Linked DNA regions of Zea mays: all the other regions are linked to region 3. The links are chromatin contacts, called in public Hi-C maps. All regions are on one chromosome and are shown on one strand. Each heading gives the region's core, a stretch centred on a gene start, on an enhancer-like site or on the middle of the called end of the contact. The rest is flanking DNA. Distances are from core to core; before and after follow the strand shown.

Region 1 (3,686 bases), core at 829-3,328, 500 kb after region 3:
CTAAAGCACTAGAGCAAAGTAGATGTATTCCGTAGTGACGACTAAAGCACTAAAGCAAAGTAGATGTATTCGGTAGTGACATATTAACATGTGTTGTAAAAGATCATAAACCTATAATAAATCTGCTAAGTTTTAGGCCCTTAATTTTCGGAGTCCCTCACAAGACGACGGAGGCTCCGTTTCCTGCCGTTGGCGATTTTTTTTACAGAACTGACATCATGCAGACGGGGTCAACAGACCCCTTTGTACATGTCCTGACAGGACGCAGTCGCAGATTTCTACCATACCAGTGGGGAGTAGAACAAAGCGCTGATCGCATCAGGAGGAGGTGAGAACAAAATGATTAAACAAATGAAGCAAAATTTCATCAGGAAAATAATCCTAGGGCTCTGGACTAAGGCTGATTCCTCATTGACGATATGTACAGGTCGAGTTCTTCTTTCTCGGCCGGATGGCTAAGGTTAAAGCTGACGGCGGATCAGTGAGCTCGCCGACGGAACGCAACAAGGACACGCACCGGCGGCGGCGTCACATCACGGAGCAAGCGTTGGGGTTCTCGTCGCTGAAGAGCTGCGGCGCCGGCGCCATGTCGAATTGGTACGGGTATGGCGGGTACGCCACCTGCGGCTGCTGGTTCCCGTCGGGCTGCGGCTGCGGCTGCGGCTGGTAGTAGGAGGGGTTGGCGTGGCCCATGCCATCGCCACTGCCGTAGCCGTAGTACGGGTAGGGATAGTAGCTAGCGGGAGGCGGGGCCTGCTCATACGCAACGTACCCGTGCGGCGGAGCCACGTGGTACGTGCTCGCCCCCGCCGGCGCAGACATGTACGCTGCGGCGGCCGCCGTTGACGGACCCGCCGCCGACGCCTCGATCCCTTTGCCCTTGTCCATCCTGTCGTCGCCGGCTGCCCCGGCGGCGACCTTGTCCTTGCCGCCGCCGCCGCCGCTGTGCTTCTTGTCGTCCTTGCCCTCACCCTCGCCCTCGCTGCCGCCGCCCTCTTTCCTTACGGGCAGCGCCACGGCCTCCACGTCGCGGTTGAGCTTCTCCTTGAGGTAGGAGACCATGTTCGGTATGTCCATGGTGCCCGTGACCTCCACCTCGTCCTTGGCATTGGCCTCCAGCACCACATCCTTGACGCCTGCACCGACCAACACCAAACCCAAAATCGTCAGTTCTGAAGCCGCGCAGCGCAGCGGAATTAACGGAAAAGAAAGAAAAAAAACAGGGTGCGAGTTCTTGTACATGTGAGAGGGACACACAACGACCCAACAGAATTTCCGCTCACCTTTGATCTTGCCGATGCGTCGCCTGATGCGGTCGGCGCAGCCGTCGCAGTGCAGGCGGATCTTGAGCAGCACCGACTCCACCTGTGGAGAACCAAAAGCAGAGGAGGCGTTTTTTAGTTGTTGCTGCTGCTGCGGGTCAGAAGAGTAGTTGGGTTGCGTGGGCGGCATTGCCTGCCGCGTACCGACCTGCTGCTTCTTCCCCTTCTCTTTCTCTCTCTCTTTCTCCTCCGCCTGTTGCTTCTTCCCCTTCTCTTTCTCCTCCTCGTTGGGGCTCGCGCTTTTGACCCCCTTCTTCTCACCGACGCCGGCGCCGGCGTCCTGCTTGGGCTCCGCGGCGGGAGGCTTCTTGGGGGCGCCGCCGGCGGAGACGATCTCCACGGGCTTGTTGGTCTTGGCCTCGAGCCGCGCCTTGAGCGCGCCCGCGTCGGCCGTCCCCACCACGACGACCGTGTTCGCCGCGACGTCTGTGACGATGGAGTCCACACCTGCGAAGAACCGGCGAATCAGACGAAGGGAGAAGCAAAGGGAATTATTACACAGAACCACACCGCGACAGCACGTACCGGGAACGCGCTTGATGGCCTTCTTGACCTTGTGCGCGCAGCCGGCGCAATGCAGTTTCATCTTCAGCACGACGGGCTGCGCGGCCTCGGGCGCCGCCTCGCCGCCGTCTCCTCCCTTTCCCGCGCCCATGGACCGAGACCGAGACTGGAATGTGGAATCCGCTCCGGACGTTTGTCCCTTCTGTGGATGCGTTTCTTCTCTGCTCACCGTGGCTGTGCGCTTGTGCGTGCCGCTTGGTCTGACCAGGAGGTGAGGAACCAGAAGCCGCTGGCGCGGGCCGCCATAAATAGGAGGAGGGGCGCCCCGCGCGTGGAGAAGGAGAATGAAGGAAAAGGGAGGGAGGGAGGGAGGTGGGCCCGCGGAGGGCAGCCGGTGCTGATCCGTATCCGCGTCGGACATAGTGACACTGACACCCTGCCCGCCTGCCCCGGCCCGGGGGTTGCAACCTTGGAGAAGGCGGTATTATGTTTCTGGCAGGCTGCTGATGTCTGGTGGCGGCTGGTGGTGGAGGAGGTGGACCGCCTGTTGAGAATGCGTATGGATGAGTGCCCGTTACGGTCAGGTGTGGCGTCACCGCGCAGATTTTTTTGGGGGGTTCTGCTAGTGTGCTGTACGTACAAATCCTACTCTTCTGGTACCTTCTGGACTGCAGGCTGCTAGTACTACCACGGCGCCGGCACAGCAGCAGTTTCTTCAGACGGTTTTACTGTATTTGGCACCACGGGCACGGAGTAGAGCTCGTGTTGGTCAAATTTTTAATCTGCACTGTCTGTTCAAGTGACACGCCTCACACACGGTGGCACATGCTACAGGGATCGATGGCGGTGGAGTGTCTTCGCTTCCGGTACATTTCCGTTTTCACAACAGAGCGTAGGGCCGTTTGTTTTTTCAGCCTTAATTGTCAGTTTGTCCAGTTAGACAAATTCGATTAAGTTAGACATATGTTTAGTTTAGATTCACAGTTATGGTAAGATTTTTCTCCTCCTACGTAAATCTCGCTCGTCAATGACTTGTATTATTGTCCAAGATTCTCTTAGGCGTGACAAATTGTGGTGAATTTAAGCGCCTAACTTTAGACACCTTATGCAAGTGTGGCACAAAAATGTGTAGCGATTTTGGCATCTTAGGGGATGTTTGGTTTGCTGCCTCAATTGCCACAGTTTGCCACGCTTAAGGTTAAACAAGTTTGATCGAGTTAGGCATGCGTTTGGCAATCGCGGCAAGAATTTTCTCCTGCTATATAGGTCTCACTCGTCAATGACTTGTAAAAGTGTGGCATGATTCCCTTAGACGTGACAAATTGTGGCGCAAAATTTGAGTGTCTAACCTTAGGAAAGTATGACTTGAAATTTTATGTCAAATTTTGGCACCTAGGTATAGAACCAAACAACCCTTTAGTTATAGAATCAAACATGCCTTATGTACCTCTGTCGGTGCAAACAGATGCAAATCAAAATGTGTGCCTCTTTTATATAGTAGCACTACTATCTTCGGCTCAAGTGTAAGGATCTGGTACGTCTAGAGGGGGTGAATAGGCTATCTGTAAATTTCCAGCTCGAGAAACTATCAAAATCCAAAGAGGTAGTGCCGCTCCTAGCCCGGCACTACCGTGCAAAAGTTCGACACTGTTAGACAACGATAAATGAACCAAACGCACTCAAACTTCACATAATCTGATATATATGATTTCTTACTTCTATCTAGAATATGAGACTGAAATGAGCAATGCGCGGTAATCAAACATAATAGGGTAGAGAGGTATTCAAATGCAAGCCACTTAAACCATAACAACTCAAATAATCAAAGAACACTTAGACACAACATTTATCATATGGTTC
Region 2 (3,324 bases), core at 485-2,984, 410 kb after region 3:
ATGATTCAAAATAGTCAAGAGACATGGTTTGATATGAAAAAGTCTCATATACATGGATTGCTCATAATATAACATTATAAAGGATCAACATTAAGCAATGATGAGGACATCCCATAAGTAAGCACATTTGGATATATGGATATGGGGTATTCTATGAAACCTGGGTTGCACCCACACAATGTCTCGCATGCATGTTTTTCGTGTGCACAATAATTTTCGGATCTGCCATAATTTTTAGAGTTGCCATAATTTTTGGATATGAAATCACACCTCCATCAAAATAGAAACTGCATGCACATCTGGTAAGGACACGGCCAGGGCTTCCTGTAACTACTAGAAATCCCTGAGCTCCTAATATCCTTTCCCTAGTAAAATATTACCCTCCTCGTTCCAAAATATAGTTCTTTCTAGCCCACCTTTATGTCCACCATCATTTTAATGATAATAAATATAAATATACTTGCAAACTACATTCACATGTTACTTAATAAATATGTAATTAGTCTAAAAACGAATTACATTTGGGACAAAAGGAGTACAATATAGTAAAATGCACAATATCAATTATAATTCATGAATTTCTATCACATAGCAAACGTCAAATTTAAAATTTTTCTAGACCTGTATCTAATTTAAATATTTTCTAGAAATATTTAAATTAGATGTATATGAAATATCGTGGTGACCTTTAATCGGATTATTTGATGACGTTTAATGAATTATGATGGTTATTGTGCATTTTACTACTTTTGATATTTTGTTTTGTAAACTAATTATGTTATATTATATTGATCAGATGCTTAGAACATTTTTTATGTGTTCCTTCATATGGGCATGCAGCCGTGTTTGTATCGTGAGAGGTAAATTGGTCAAAGCACGTAAACTTTGGTGTTAAAACTTAATTAGAGTGGAGAAAGATAGAAATTTGTAGCTATCATAATCTATATTCACCCTTCGCGATATCACACACGGTATAAAAAATAGTGCAAAGTGGGGGCTTAAACCTACATCCCCTTCTCCAAACATTTATGGATAATCACCAAACTAGACATACCTTAGTGTTTATCTATATCTATATTAATTTATTAAGAACCTAATGTAAATACCTGGTGATACCATGGCTTCACCCTCCGCGCTACCACACCGTGCAAAAGAAAATGTAAAGTGAGTATTCAAACCCACAACCTCTTGCTCCAAACATTTTGGATAACCACCAGACTACATATACCTTAGTGTTTATAAATAAACAATAATTATATTTAATAAATATCTCAATATCTATTTATTTATACTACTTTATTAAAAACATAATGTGTACACCTGCCACAGTGCCACACTGACACTATGCTATTGCCATGTGGCACCTGCTCAACACCCGACCCCACCCACACAACGAAAAAAAGTGTAGCGCGAGCATTCGAACTCCACCCAGCTCAAAATATTTAAGGATAACCACCAGAACACACATACCTTAGTGTTTAGAAATAAATAATAATTATATTTAAATAACTATTCTAATACCTATTTATATGATATATATACGAAAAATGAGTAGTATTAAGATCCAATGTCTTGAATCCTTATTTTACCAGTGATATTATTTATATCATCGTTTTAAAGGCGGTATATATCAAATTCTCCCCTCAGGAGACACTGTATCAAATGGGTCGCTTACCTCAAATGATCTTGCAAAGAATGGAGGAAAGCGGTTTATCGTTGAGGAAGAGTAGTGTTAAATAAAAACCCCGGTCCCCTTCTGTCCGCCGCCATAAACCCTAAGACACAAGCGCGCTGCCTGAACCACCCAGCCCACGCGCCGGCGGCCGCCCGCCATGGTGAAGGCTTACCTCCGCTACGAGCCGGCCCTCACCTTCGGTGTGATTGCGTCGCCGGAGTCCAACGTCGTCTACGACCCCTCGGGCCGCCGCCTCCTCGCCGCCGCCCTCGACCGCCTCGCCGCCTGGGACATCAAGCGTGGTCTTCCCTCTGTCTCCTTCGCACCTTCCTCCTCCTCCCCTTCGCTCGCCGTCTCCTGCATCGCTTCCTCCCACTCCGCCGCCGTCTCCTCTTCGGTACCCCTGATCCCTCTCCGGCTCTCCCTGTCTTCAGCTCTCTTCGAATTTGGCAGGCTGGTTCCCGCGTTTGAATTTGACTCAATTTCGTGCGTTGGTGCTTTGTTTGGTATAGATTGCGAGCGGGCACGCAGATGGGAGCATCAGGCTGTGGGACGCGGAAACAGGTGCTTGCGAGGCAACCCTCCACGGCCACCGCTCCGCTGCCTCCGCCCTCCGCTTCGGCCCCTCTGGCGCCGTCCTCGCTTCTGGCAGCAAGGACTGCGATGTCATCCTCTGGGACGTCGTTGCGCAGGCTGGGCTCTTCCGTCTGCGTGGCCACCGTGACCAGGTACATTGCGGCTTCAGATGTCTGAGTCTGTTTGATTGGTTAGCAAAGGTTAGTAGCGCTAATTGAGGGGATTACAATGTGCAGGTCACCGATTTGGTGTTTCTGGATTCTGGTAAGAAGCTGATGAGCTGCTCCAAGGACAAGTTTATTAGGGTTTGGGACCTTGAAACACAGCACTGTCTTCAAATCGTTGGTGGTCACCGCAGTGAGATTTGGTCAATGGATGTTGATCCTAGCGAGAGATTTTTAGTGTCTGGGTCTGCTGATCCAGAGCTGCAAGTGTTTAGAATCCGGCAATCAGTGGAGGAAGGCGAGGATTGGAGCAAGTGGGATGTGCTCAAGCTATTTGGTGAGATTCCACGGCAGAGCAAGGAACGAGTGGCAAATGTTAGGTTTAATAGGGACGGCAGTCTTGTGGTATGCCAGGTGGCTGGGAAGACAGCAGATATTTATAGGGTTCTTGATGAAACAGAGGCTGCACGTAAGGCCAAAAGGCGGGTGAGCAGAAAGAAGGAGAAAGCATCTGCGAAATCCATGATTGCTGAAGAGAATGGCACTATCATTGATCCTTTACCAGTTCAAAACTTACAAAATCCTACTGTTATTGTCACCGATGTATTTAAGCTATTTCAAGTTTTACGTGCAAGCAAAAAAATATGTTCGATTACATTCTCTCCAAGTAATCCTCCAAGAGGATGCCTTGCCACTTTGTCTCTATCACTCAACAATAACATGCTTGAGACATATTCAGTGGATAAGGAGAAGGTATCAAAGATGTACTCAGTTGAGATGCATGGACACCGTTCTGACATCAGGAGTGTCTCCCTTAATTCGGAGGACAACCTCCTTATGTCGACTAGTCATAACGCTGTCAAGATATGGAACCCTAGTACAGGGGAATGCCTTCGGACCATTGACTCT
Region 3 (3,556 bases), core at 278-2,777:
GGAGTACGAACACGAGGACAACAATGCGCACAGAGACATGCGAGGTTGATGCGAAACAAAACAAAAAACTAAAAAAAAAAAGAAGCAAAGCCTCTCCTCTATGTGGCTAGCTGTACATTGCATGCAAACGACACGGCTCAATTAATAATCATGAATGAAGCGAACAAGCAGTGTGCGGGAATAGGTTAATCGATCGTTGAGCGACACGAACCCGGCCGGTGCCGCCGCCACCGTCACGGGTTGTCGAGGTGGATCGGCAGCACCGTGCTCCGCGAGCTCCGACCCAGCCCGAACGACGACAGGAGCCGCCGGAACCGGCCGCTCGTCTCGCCAGCGCCGCGGTCAGCGACGTCGCTGCTGCCGCCGGCGGCGGCAACGGCAAGGCTCGGGCCGGCCTCCCCGCAGCTGCCGGCAGCTGGTTCCTTTTCCTGCGGCTTCCGGCCGAGCCCCCCCGCGAAGCAGTCCATGGAGAAGGAGCGCGCGATGGGCTCCTGCGCGACGGCGGGGGCGGCCTTGGTCGGGAACCTGCAGGAGCTCCCGTACCCGACCCTCGCCGCGGCGTCGACGACGCGCCGCGCGTCGCCGCCGCCGAGCTGCAGCAGGTCGCGGCAGGAGGCGTCGTGGTCGTGGCGCGCGAGCACGCCGACGGCGGTGACGACGGCGCGGCAGAGCGGGCAGCTGACGTTGTGGTGGAGCCAGGTGTCGATGCAGTCGATGTGGAAGGCGTGGGAGCAGCCGGGCAGCAGCTTGAGCCGCTCCCCGGGCGCGAACTCGCCCAGGCACACGGCGCACTCGGACGCGGACCTCGCCCGGCGGCGGTAGTACCGGACGACGGGCAGCGCGGCGACTACGTCCGGGTCGAGCCCGCCCGGGAGCTCAGCGGCATCGTGGTCGGCGAAGAAGACCGCGGACACGCGCTCCGCCAGGCCGCCGCGGTCGTCCTCGCGGCGCGCGCGGTGGAGCAGGCCGCCGGGCCCCCCGCCGCGGAGCCAGCAGCGGACCACGAGGAAGTAGTAGCTGATGAGGATGAGCGTGGTGACCATGAACCCGATCGCGATGACGATGGCGATCGGGAACGCCGCCGCCGTGCCCTGCCCCGCGTCCGACGGCGCTGGTATTGGCGCGCCTGCCGCCGCGTCCATCGCCAGGCACGCGCGCGCGACTGGGGCAGGCGAAGTCAATGCCTTCGCGAGGACAGATCAGCCTCCTCTCTCGGGCGGCTAACCGACCGGCACGAGCAAGAAATAGGTTATCCAAGCGAGCGAGCGGGAGCGCCGTCTCGCAGCAGCTAGTGCGCGCGGCCGGGTCGGTTAATAGAAAACTGCGGCAGGCCAGGCCAACTCGCGAAAGAGATGAGTGCCTGTCGGTACGCGAGGCCGAGGCCGAGGAAGCGGTGGGGCGAAGTTTGAAACGGTTTTATACGTGCGCGCGAGTGGCGTGGAAACCGCAGCGGGCGACGGCGACTGCGACGGTTCAGCTGCAGAGCGGACGCGCGGGCTGGCCCCTGTCCCTGTCTCTATACCCGGTGGGAGGATGCATGGCTATGGCTTCCCCTTCCCTAGTTGCTTAGCTGCCTCGCCCAGGTCAACTCTTCCGCTCCACCCTCGTGCCCAGTGCGCTGCTCCGGTAAGGAACAGCCAGCCGTCCAAACTGATCCATCACACGCACGCGTTAGAAAATCCGGTGTTAAGATGGCGTAACCACGTCACAGGCCGTCCAAACTGATTCCATTTCATAAGTAACTCGTTGAAAAGAACGTGCACCTGCTTAATGATATTCTTAGTAAATTTTTTTGTGACATTACTCTATATAATACAGACGCTCATAATACACGCATATTTACCTCTACAAATGCATGAACGTAAACCCTACTTCTATAATAAGCACCTTCGATGGCTGGGGCGCTAGCTGCTGTGCTAACAATTTATCGAGACGAGATTGACCACCTTAAAAAACTGCAGCGGCAAATCCTCAGGACGAGATTGGTGAGGTCACCATAGTAAAACTGTTAAGAAACATAAAGAAAGCTTCCTCTCATTAAAAAAAAAACAACAACAGGGACTCTAATCTGGGCCCTTTTGAGGCATTTAAATGGGCCCTTTTCTGGGGCTTCAGCATACCATCCAGTGAAGCCTGGTTTGCCATTCAGGCTACGTGGATAGTTGCTTTCAGGCCCAAAACTGAGCAGCAGATCTTTCTTTCTCTTTTGTACTTTCCTTTTCTTTTCTAAGTTCTACTTTTCCGATGTGGATTCATATAGTAGGAGTAACAGACCGTGTTAATTGGTGCTTGAGCAGAAGTAAATTTCAGAGGTACATCCCGCTCCTGCGCAGATGTATTATTCACGCGTCACACTTGAGATGATGGGTTTGTATTCATATTCATTTACACACTACATTGTCTTCTTGGAGGGCTGGGCATGCGTGGCAACCAAACAGCATACTCATGCCGCAGAATCCAAACTACAGCGACCTGAACTTGTTGTGTGACAAGCATGTTTGGACGTGGATTTTCAGACTAATGAATCAACACAGATGTCTTATTGACGATGGTTAGGTTGCCTATTTTTGAAAAAAAGGTGCAGCCTAGAATACTTATGGAGAATACATATGAGCACACGTTAAGTCGACAACAAGAAGCAAAATGGACTATTACGTTGTCTATCACTAAAAAATAGTATATCCTAGAATCAATCATCAAAAATACGAGCACACACGTTAAGTCGGCAACTTGAACCAAAATAGACAAATTCCACAATGAGAATCTGACCAGTTGGGTAATGCTCAATTGGTGGAGACATCGTGACTCATGAGTAGGGGTGATAACGGGCTATAGATTTTATACTATAAAATTTAAGGATCGAATTAAATTAGAATCAGACTAATTTATTTTTGAACTGAAATTAATTAAGAGCCCTAATTTATTGTGAAGAAACGTTTGAATCGTGATCCATTACTACCTCTACTCGTGAGTAGTGAGGGTACCACCACTGGAGAACAGGTTTCAGTTCAACAACTTTTGTTCCGATTGATTTAAAACTGGTATTGACACTACTTCAGTGTCTATTTTAAATGTGGAGATCCATACAAAAGATATTATTATCAGTTGTTGTCTCTAACCGGTACTAATATGATGTATAGATTCAATACACGAGACGGTTCTAAAACCTTTAGTACCGGTTCATAAATTACCAGAGACTTTTAGTATCGGTTATTATATACAACTGGTACTAAAAGTGATTTTCCTTTCCTATCAACGCAATTAAAATTCCCACCAAAACGAGTTTAACACCGATTCTTTTAGAACCGACACTAAATCTTAGTATTTAGTATCGGTTTCGAACAAGAACCGACACTAAATCTTATTCTTTAGTACTAGTTTTGCAAGAACCGGTACTAATATGTGCCTTATATATCTCCCACCATCAGTGCAGACGCTACACCACCAGATAACCTCTCACTTCACCTCTCCATAGATGTCGCACCCCCTTGCGCGTGTGATTGTGCTCTCACATCCATTCCTCACCTGGAGCCTTCCTTGCCGCCCTCTACGATAT

The links. Hi-C and Micro-C count contacts between places; a contact is called where the count stands out from the background.
Region 1: a contact with region 3 is called in a Hi-C map of tassel, with 2.3 times the contacts expected there. The contact joins the promoter of LOC100284705 here to the promoter of LOC103631726 in region 3. A contact is called at or near these places in 2 of 25 Hi-C or Micro-C datasets (leaf and tassel).
Region 2: a Hi-C map of tassel shows a contact between it and region 3, with 2.6 times the contacts expected there. The contact joins the promoter of LOC100501489 here to the promoter of LOC103631726 in region 3. A contact is called at or near these places in 2 of 25 Hi-C or Micro-C datasets (endosperm and tassel).

What each region holds. Positions count from the first base shown.
Region 1 is chr1:11,560,217-11,563,902 of Zm-B73-REFERENCE-NAM-5.0, forward strand. It overlaps LOC100284705 (metal ion binding protein), which reads right to left and starts at 2,079. Exons shown (of 4, transcript NM_001157600.2): 1 at 1,848-2,079; 2 at 1,471-1,769; 3 at 1,284-1,365; 4 at 385-1,136. The coding sequence starts at 1,977. The coding sequence ends at 529.
Region 2 is chr1:11,477,612-11,480,935 of Zm-B73-REFERENCE-NAM-5.0, forward strand. LOC100501489 reads left to right here and starts at 1,735. Exons shown (of 12, transcript NM_001361332.1): 1 at 1,735-2,072; 2 at 2,188-2,403; 3 at 2,488-3,324. The coding sequence starts at 1,833.
Region 3 is chr1:11,064,258-11,067,813 of Zm-B73-REFERENCE-NAM-5.0, forward strand. LOC103631726 (RING-H2 finger protein ATL1) reads right to left here and starts at 1,528. Exons shown (of 1, transcript XM_008652875.3): 1 at 1-1,528. The coding sequence starts at 1,142. The coding sequence ends at 234.